Regions from separate parts of the Mus musculus genome. Here region 2 is linked to region 1. The links are chromatin contacts, called in public ChIA-PET maps. All regions are on one chromosome and are shown on one strand. Each heading gives the region's core, a stretch centred on a gene start, on an enhancer-like site or on the middle of the called end of the contact. The rest is flanking DNA. Distances are from core to core; before and after follow the strand shown.

Region 1 (2,735 bases), core at 94-2,593:
ACAGACCAATTCCAGCCCTCAACCAAGGTTAACAGGGAAATGGACATGTAAACAGGCTAATTAAGATCCAGTGTGGTAGAGATGCTAGAGGGAAGCATGGGATGCCAGTCTTGTGTGTTACTGGAGCACAGATGGGAAAGAGGTGAGAACATCTCTTTTGTGGGTACTACAACTTAGTGGGGGTCCATGTCTCTACTGCAGAAGGCCAAGCCAGCAGAAGGCTAGAAGCCATAAACAGAGCCCTGTCAGGATCAGTGCCACCCACTCTAACCCCAAGGCAGGGCTATCTTCTGCAGCCCAAAAGACAGGAAAATGGCTCATGGACTGAATGCTGCACCTTGCCCTCCATGGTAAACTCTGAACACAGAGGAAGCAAGGCTGGGGATCTTCCCCTATGCCCTGCCTCTGCACCAGTACTGCAGCATTCCAGCCCACTCCTCAACATCATCCAACACAGGTAAAAGAAGGAAAGCCCAGCACTCAACCAAAACAGCAAATGGTCTTCAATCTTTGCTAATTGAAAGACTGCCAACAAGTTCCAGATTGAAAAGCTCTGGCCAGGACCTTTGTTTGCAAAAGGCAAAAAACACGGAGACACCAAGAGTTCTTCAACATTCTAAGATTCTTTGGGGATCGGTAAAGACTAAAAGATGAAGAGCTAAGGCCAGCTTGTATGCATCGCTGCTCACCAAGCCTTAGGCTGAGTTTATCCCTAAGCGATGGGTCTGAACCCTGGGTATGGCTTGGGGCTGGAGGTCACTGGGCAACAAGGAATTCCTTTCCCGGAGGAGTCAAAAGCGACTACGGTGTAGTCGCCATCAGAAGATTGCTGAGGGTACGCCCTTCCTGCCACAGTGGCAGAATCAGGCAGGCCTGGGCAGCCTGTGCCAGAGGGGCGGCTCTGGGCAACTGAACCCGTCTTTTTATTAAAGTTTATGTCGTTTTCCAGGCGCGTGCTGTACCTCCTTTCGATCCTCCCGTCTGAGGCAAGCTCTTCTCATAGTTACAGCAGGGACGCCCAGCCCAGCCTGGTGACTAAGGCCTGTAGTTCCAATTACTTAGGAAGTTGAGACAAGATGATGAATTTAAGGCTAGGACAATTTAGACCGTTTCAAACATTTTTTCCTTTTTAATGGCTAGGGAGATAGCTCAGTGGCAGTAGCTTGCCTAGCATGTACAAGGCCCTAGCTTGGCTCCCCAGCACCACAAAACCAAAATCAGCAGGAAAGGGTGGGTAACTGGACAATACAAGGACAGCCCCCGCCCACCCAGGAAACGAAAAGCGTAGGATACCGTCTAACTTCCGGTTATTCCTTTCTGCTTCCGGGTTCGCCCTCCCACTTCCGGTGCTTTCCGGTCGCGAGCTGTAGATACCACCTCGCGTCGCAATGGCGCTCTCTCTGAGCCTCTTTTTGGGCGGTCGTGTCCGCACCTCTCTCGCTCGCTGTGGGTTCGCGTCCCAGGTCATGGCGGGCCCGGGTTCTGTCAGCTGCGAGCCGGACCCCGATTCCGACTGGGAGCCGGAGGAGCGGGAGCTCCAGGAGGTGGAGAGGTACCTGCTTCGTGGCGAGCCCTCAGCCTGGAGTTAGGCTTCGCGCCCCGGCGTTCCATGCGCCCCCCCCCAGCTCCGGGCGTCCGGCAGCCGCGTCTGCACAGGCTCTAGTTTCTTCTCATCCGTTGTCTAGGGCACAGGGGCAAGTGATCAGCTCCCTTGACACCCTAGGTCCCGTTGCTTAGTGACGTGTTTCATCACCCGTTAGAGAGTTCGGCATGCTTACGTTCAGGTGCTGTAGGTGTTAGGTTTCTGGGGGCAGTGCACCCAGAGTGCTTTAACCTGGCAGACATGCGGTCAGACGAGAGGGCTGAGCTCTCCAAGATTTAGTTGGATGCTTTTTGAAACACTAGTCTTGCTTCCAAGCTCGGCTTTTGCCATTGGTTCTTTCCCCCAGCGCTTTGAAACGTCAGAAAAAAGCAATGCGATTCCAGAAAATACGAAGGCAAATGGAGGCTCCAGGTGCACCACCCAGAACACTGACGTGGGAAGCCATGGAGCAGATCCGGTGAGACGTTGCTTACAAAATGGGATTTACCTTTTGGGGGATTTTAAGTATTTAGTATTATTGCCTTTAAAATAGAAAGCGTCATAATAAGGAACTTCCTAAACCTGTCCAGAATTTTGTTTGTTTTGCGATGCTGGGATCAGCACAGGGACTTGCTTATGGTCCACTGAGGTCATCACCTCCTAAGGACATACCTAGCTTGGTAGGTACATTATGGACAGTTGATTGAAGTTTGGAAAGCTCTTCTTTTGAGGCAACCTCATGTAGCCAGCTGACCTCCAGGACACTGTAGACAAGGATAGCTTTGAACTCTTGTCTTCCTGCCTCTGCCATCTGAGTTTTGTAATTGAGATTAAAAGTATGTACCAACGCTCCTGGATTTTTATTTTATTTATGTATTTGTTTATTTATTGACAAGACCGCTCTGTAGACCAGGTTAGCCTGGAATTCTTGGGGCAATTCTGACTCTGCCTCCCAAGTTCAGGGATTACACTGTGTATGAGTCACTACTCTTACTTGAAAGGCGTCTGAAACGAATTTTCTTTAAGGGGGCTGGAAAGATGGCTCAGTGGCTCAGTGGCTAAGAGCACTGACTGCTATTCAAAAGGTCCTGAGTTAGCTGGACATGGTGGCGCATGCCTTTAGTCCCAGCACTTGGGAGGCAGAGGCAGGCAG
Region 2 (2,735 bases), core at 102-2,601, 540 kb after region 1:
CTTTTCTCCTCTCCCTTTCAATTCCACCTCTGCACTTCGATGCCCTCGGTTTTCCACGTACAGTAACCCTATGTTCTCCAATACCATATTTAGTTTGTGTCTGCCCTCTCAAAGTCATGTCTTGCTCACCCTGCCCCACACTGCATCCTCCAAGCCTCTGTTTAAAAGTCAGCACCTACCTTCCCATGGCCTTGTTAAGTCCCTTCTCTTCACCCCCATTACTCTTTATACCCAGTTAGAGTTAGTTCATGCATCGTTTATCTTTATTGCACCTTATTGGTTTTTTTCTTGGAGCTGAGGACTTGCACTTGCTAAGCAAGCACTCTACCACTGGGCTAAATTCCCAACCCCTCATCTAATTATCAATCTCTGTACACCTGTCTCTTTCTCGGACAGGTTTTGAAGGCACTGTTTGATCTTTTTCATCCCTAATTTCACAAACGTAGCACACATTATAACACTATCCAATGCATAACTGGATGTGTTAAAGTATCCTTTAAGAAAGTACTTTTCCCAAAACATAAAATCTAAACCTGGGACTCAAAGGGATCCTCTTGTAACTACTATCCCACGTACAGCTGGTTAGTTTACTAAGGTTGCAGGGATAGTCACAGAAAATGAGGAAGTGGGGGGAGCCGGTTTGGGTGTGTTTATGTTTTAATTTTACTTTTGAAATGCTAAAGAAAGAACCCAGCAGGAGAAAGCATAAGCTGCTTGCCTAAAACTGCACCTCGCAGCTAGCCTGAGGCTGCGCGGGTCTGCGCCCTGGGTCACCCTCGCAGGCAGCAATCCGGGCAGCACCTTCCCACCACGCCCGAGCAGAACCCCTGGGTCCAGTGCCCAGGACACGCCCTGCACAGTCAGTTCTCCTGCCACCTCACCCTAGGCCGTCTTCCCCAATCTCAGTAGAACTAACCGGTGGAGGAGCTGGGTGGGGCTCCCCTGCCGCAGCGCCTAGCGAAGGCAGAGGCCTCCAGGTTTCTACCCGCCGCCTCCGGAGCTCGAGAAGGCTCGGGCGCCAACCTTGCTACCAGCCATACAGCCAGCTGCTCTTCCGGGTCCGTGCGGTCCCAAGCCACCCGGCGCACCCGCCCGGCTGAGCCCCTGGGAAAACCCGAGCTTGGTCCCTCGCCCGCGCACCCCCAAGCCCTCGGCACTCACAGCCATAGTGCGGCCGGACCACACCCAGGCCATCAACCTCCTCCGCGGCGGACATGGCGGCCGAGTCCAGGTCTCCGGTGAGGAAGCGCAGAGACCTTGAAGACGCGGGCGACCGTAGCAGCAGTAACTCCTGCCCAGTGCGCGGGCTGTCGCTGTCCTCAGAGCCCCGCCCCGCGCCATCGGCCCCACCCTGCAGGTCCCGCCCCGCAGACCCCGCCCTTGAGTCCACGCCCAGCTGCGCTCCCCGGAGCGAGCGGAAGGGGCGTGGTCAGTATTACAGGACCCGCCCCTGCCCTCTTCGCTCTCCACTTGCGGAAGCGAGGAGGCGGGGTGCTGTAGCGAGTCCCTAGGCCGGCTTGGTCCGTTGTCCCGACACTCCTCCGCTGTCGCCCTATCTGCGGCTCTGACTAAAAGGCCGCCAATGTCTACAGCTTGAAATCCAAATGTTTTTAGGCGCCTGCCTTCTCCTGACAACTGAGTTAACCCCCTCTGCACCGCGGCTCCTTCAAGGAGCCGTTGCAAGTGGCCCAGAGTGTGATTATTGGAAGCAAGTAGGACCCACTGTCAGGAAAGACTCCCACTCCTACTCTCTGCTACATTCTGTCAATCTGACCTCTGTTCTCCCCAACAGTGCTAAAGAATAGAACTGCTCAATCTCTTAAACTGGGGGATGACGATGCTCACGCGGAAGAGCTGTTTATCAGCTCTTTACAATCTGCAAGATCTTAGGGGGGTTATCTTGACCCTATTAATAAGGATGCCTCGTCTCTTTACCCTTGTGATCTTTTAAAGTGCCAGTATTCAACCGAATTCTATTCTGAACCAGCCTGGATTGGAGTGAATCACTGGCTCTAATAATAATAATAATAATAATAATAATAATAATAATAATAAAGTAAAAGTCCCATTCTCAGGACTCTTACCCTCACCATAAACAGTTGATGGCTTCTACTTACAATCCAGACCATCTAGAAGCCCCTCAGTAGTTCCAAACTATCTAACGTGCATTTTTGGACCTCTCACAGACACTAAAACCTGTCAAACGTTGATCCTGTTCCTGCCCCACTCTCTGGAAGTGTTCCATCACCAGTCACACACACACCCCAGGTTCCTCGACTCACCTCTATTTCTGAAGCATCTAGTTTTGTTTCTGTCCCCACCTGTGATAACACTTTTTTGATCATCATAATCTCTATTCTCACTTGTGCCAACCAGATCATCATGATTGCCAGCATGCTCTTTCCAAAGTACGGAGTTCTTTGGGAAGGGGGACAAGTCTCACTATGTAGTTCTGGCTGTCCTGGAGCCCACTAAATAGGCAAGGCTACCCTTGAAGATCCACCTGTCTCTTCCTCCTGATTGCTAGAACTAAAAGCATGTGCCACCACACCCAGCTTCCGAGTTCTTGTCATAGATGTAATTTTTCCTGTTACTCCCTTCACAGTGCAGTTTGTGTACTTTCCCATGCCAGGTGGGCACCTTTACAACCCAATTCCAGGCTCTTTGTTCCAGCCATTTTCAATTTACTAGCTCTTTCCTTACAAACTTTCTTCTTAGTTGGGCATGTTGAGGCA

What was found. ChIA-PET counts read pairs in DNA pulled down with a chosen protein or histone mark.
Region 2: an RNA polymerase II ChIA-PET map of memory CD8 T cells shows a contact between it and region 1, with 32 read pairs. The contact joins the promoter of Iqgap1 here to the promoter of Ngrn in region 1. A contact is called at or near these places in 5 of 39 promoter capture datasets (the C10 cell line, hippocampal neurons, liver and 1 more), 1 of 484 Hi-C or Micro-C datasets (Th1 cells), 2 of 115 datasets of contacts at active chromatin or transcription factors (astrocytes and memory CD8 T cells) and 1 of 9 other capture datasets (liver).

The regions. Positions count from the first base shown.
Region 1 is chr7:80,259,872-80,262,606 of GRCm38.p6, forward strand. Ngrn (neugrin, neurite outgrowth associated) reads left to right here and starts at 1,344. Exons shown (of 3, transcript NM_031375.4): 1 at 1,344-1,552; 2 at 1,950-2,060. The coding sequence starts at 1,389. It overlaps Ttll13 (tubulin tyrosine ligase-like family, member 13), which reads left to right. Exons shown (of 15, transcript NM_177765.3): 15 at 458-950. The coding sequence ends at 654.
Region 2 is chr7:80,801,980-80,804,714 of GRCm38.p6, forward strand. It overlaps Iqgap1 (IQ motif containing GTPase activating protein 1), which reads right to left and starts at 1,352. Exons shown (of 38, transcript NM_016721.2): 1 at 1,162-1,352. The coding sequence starts at 1,216.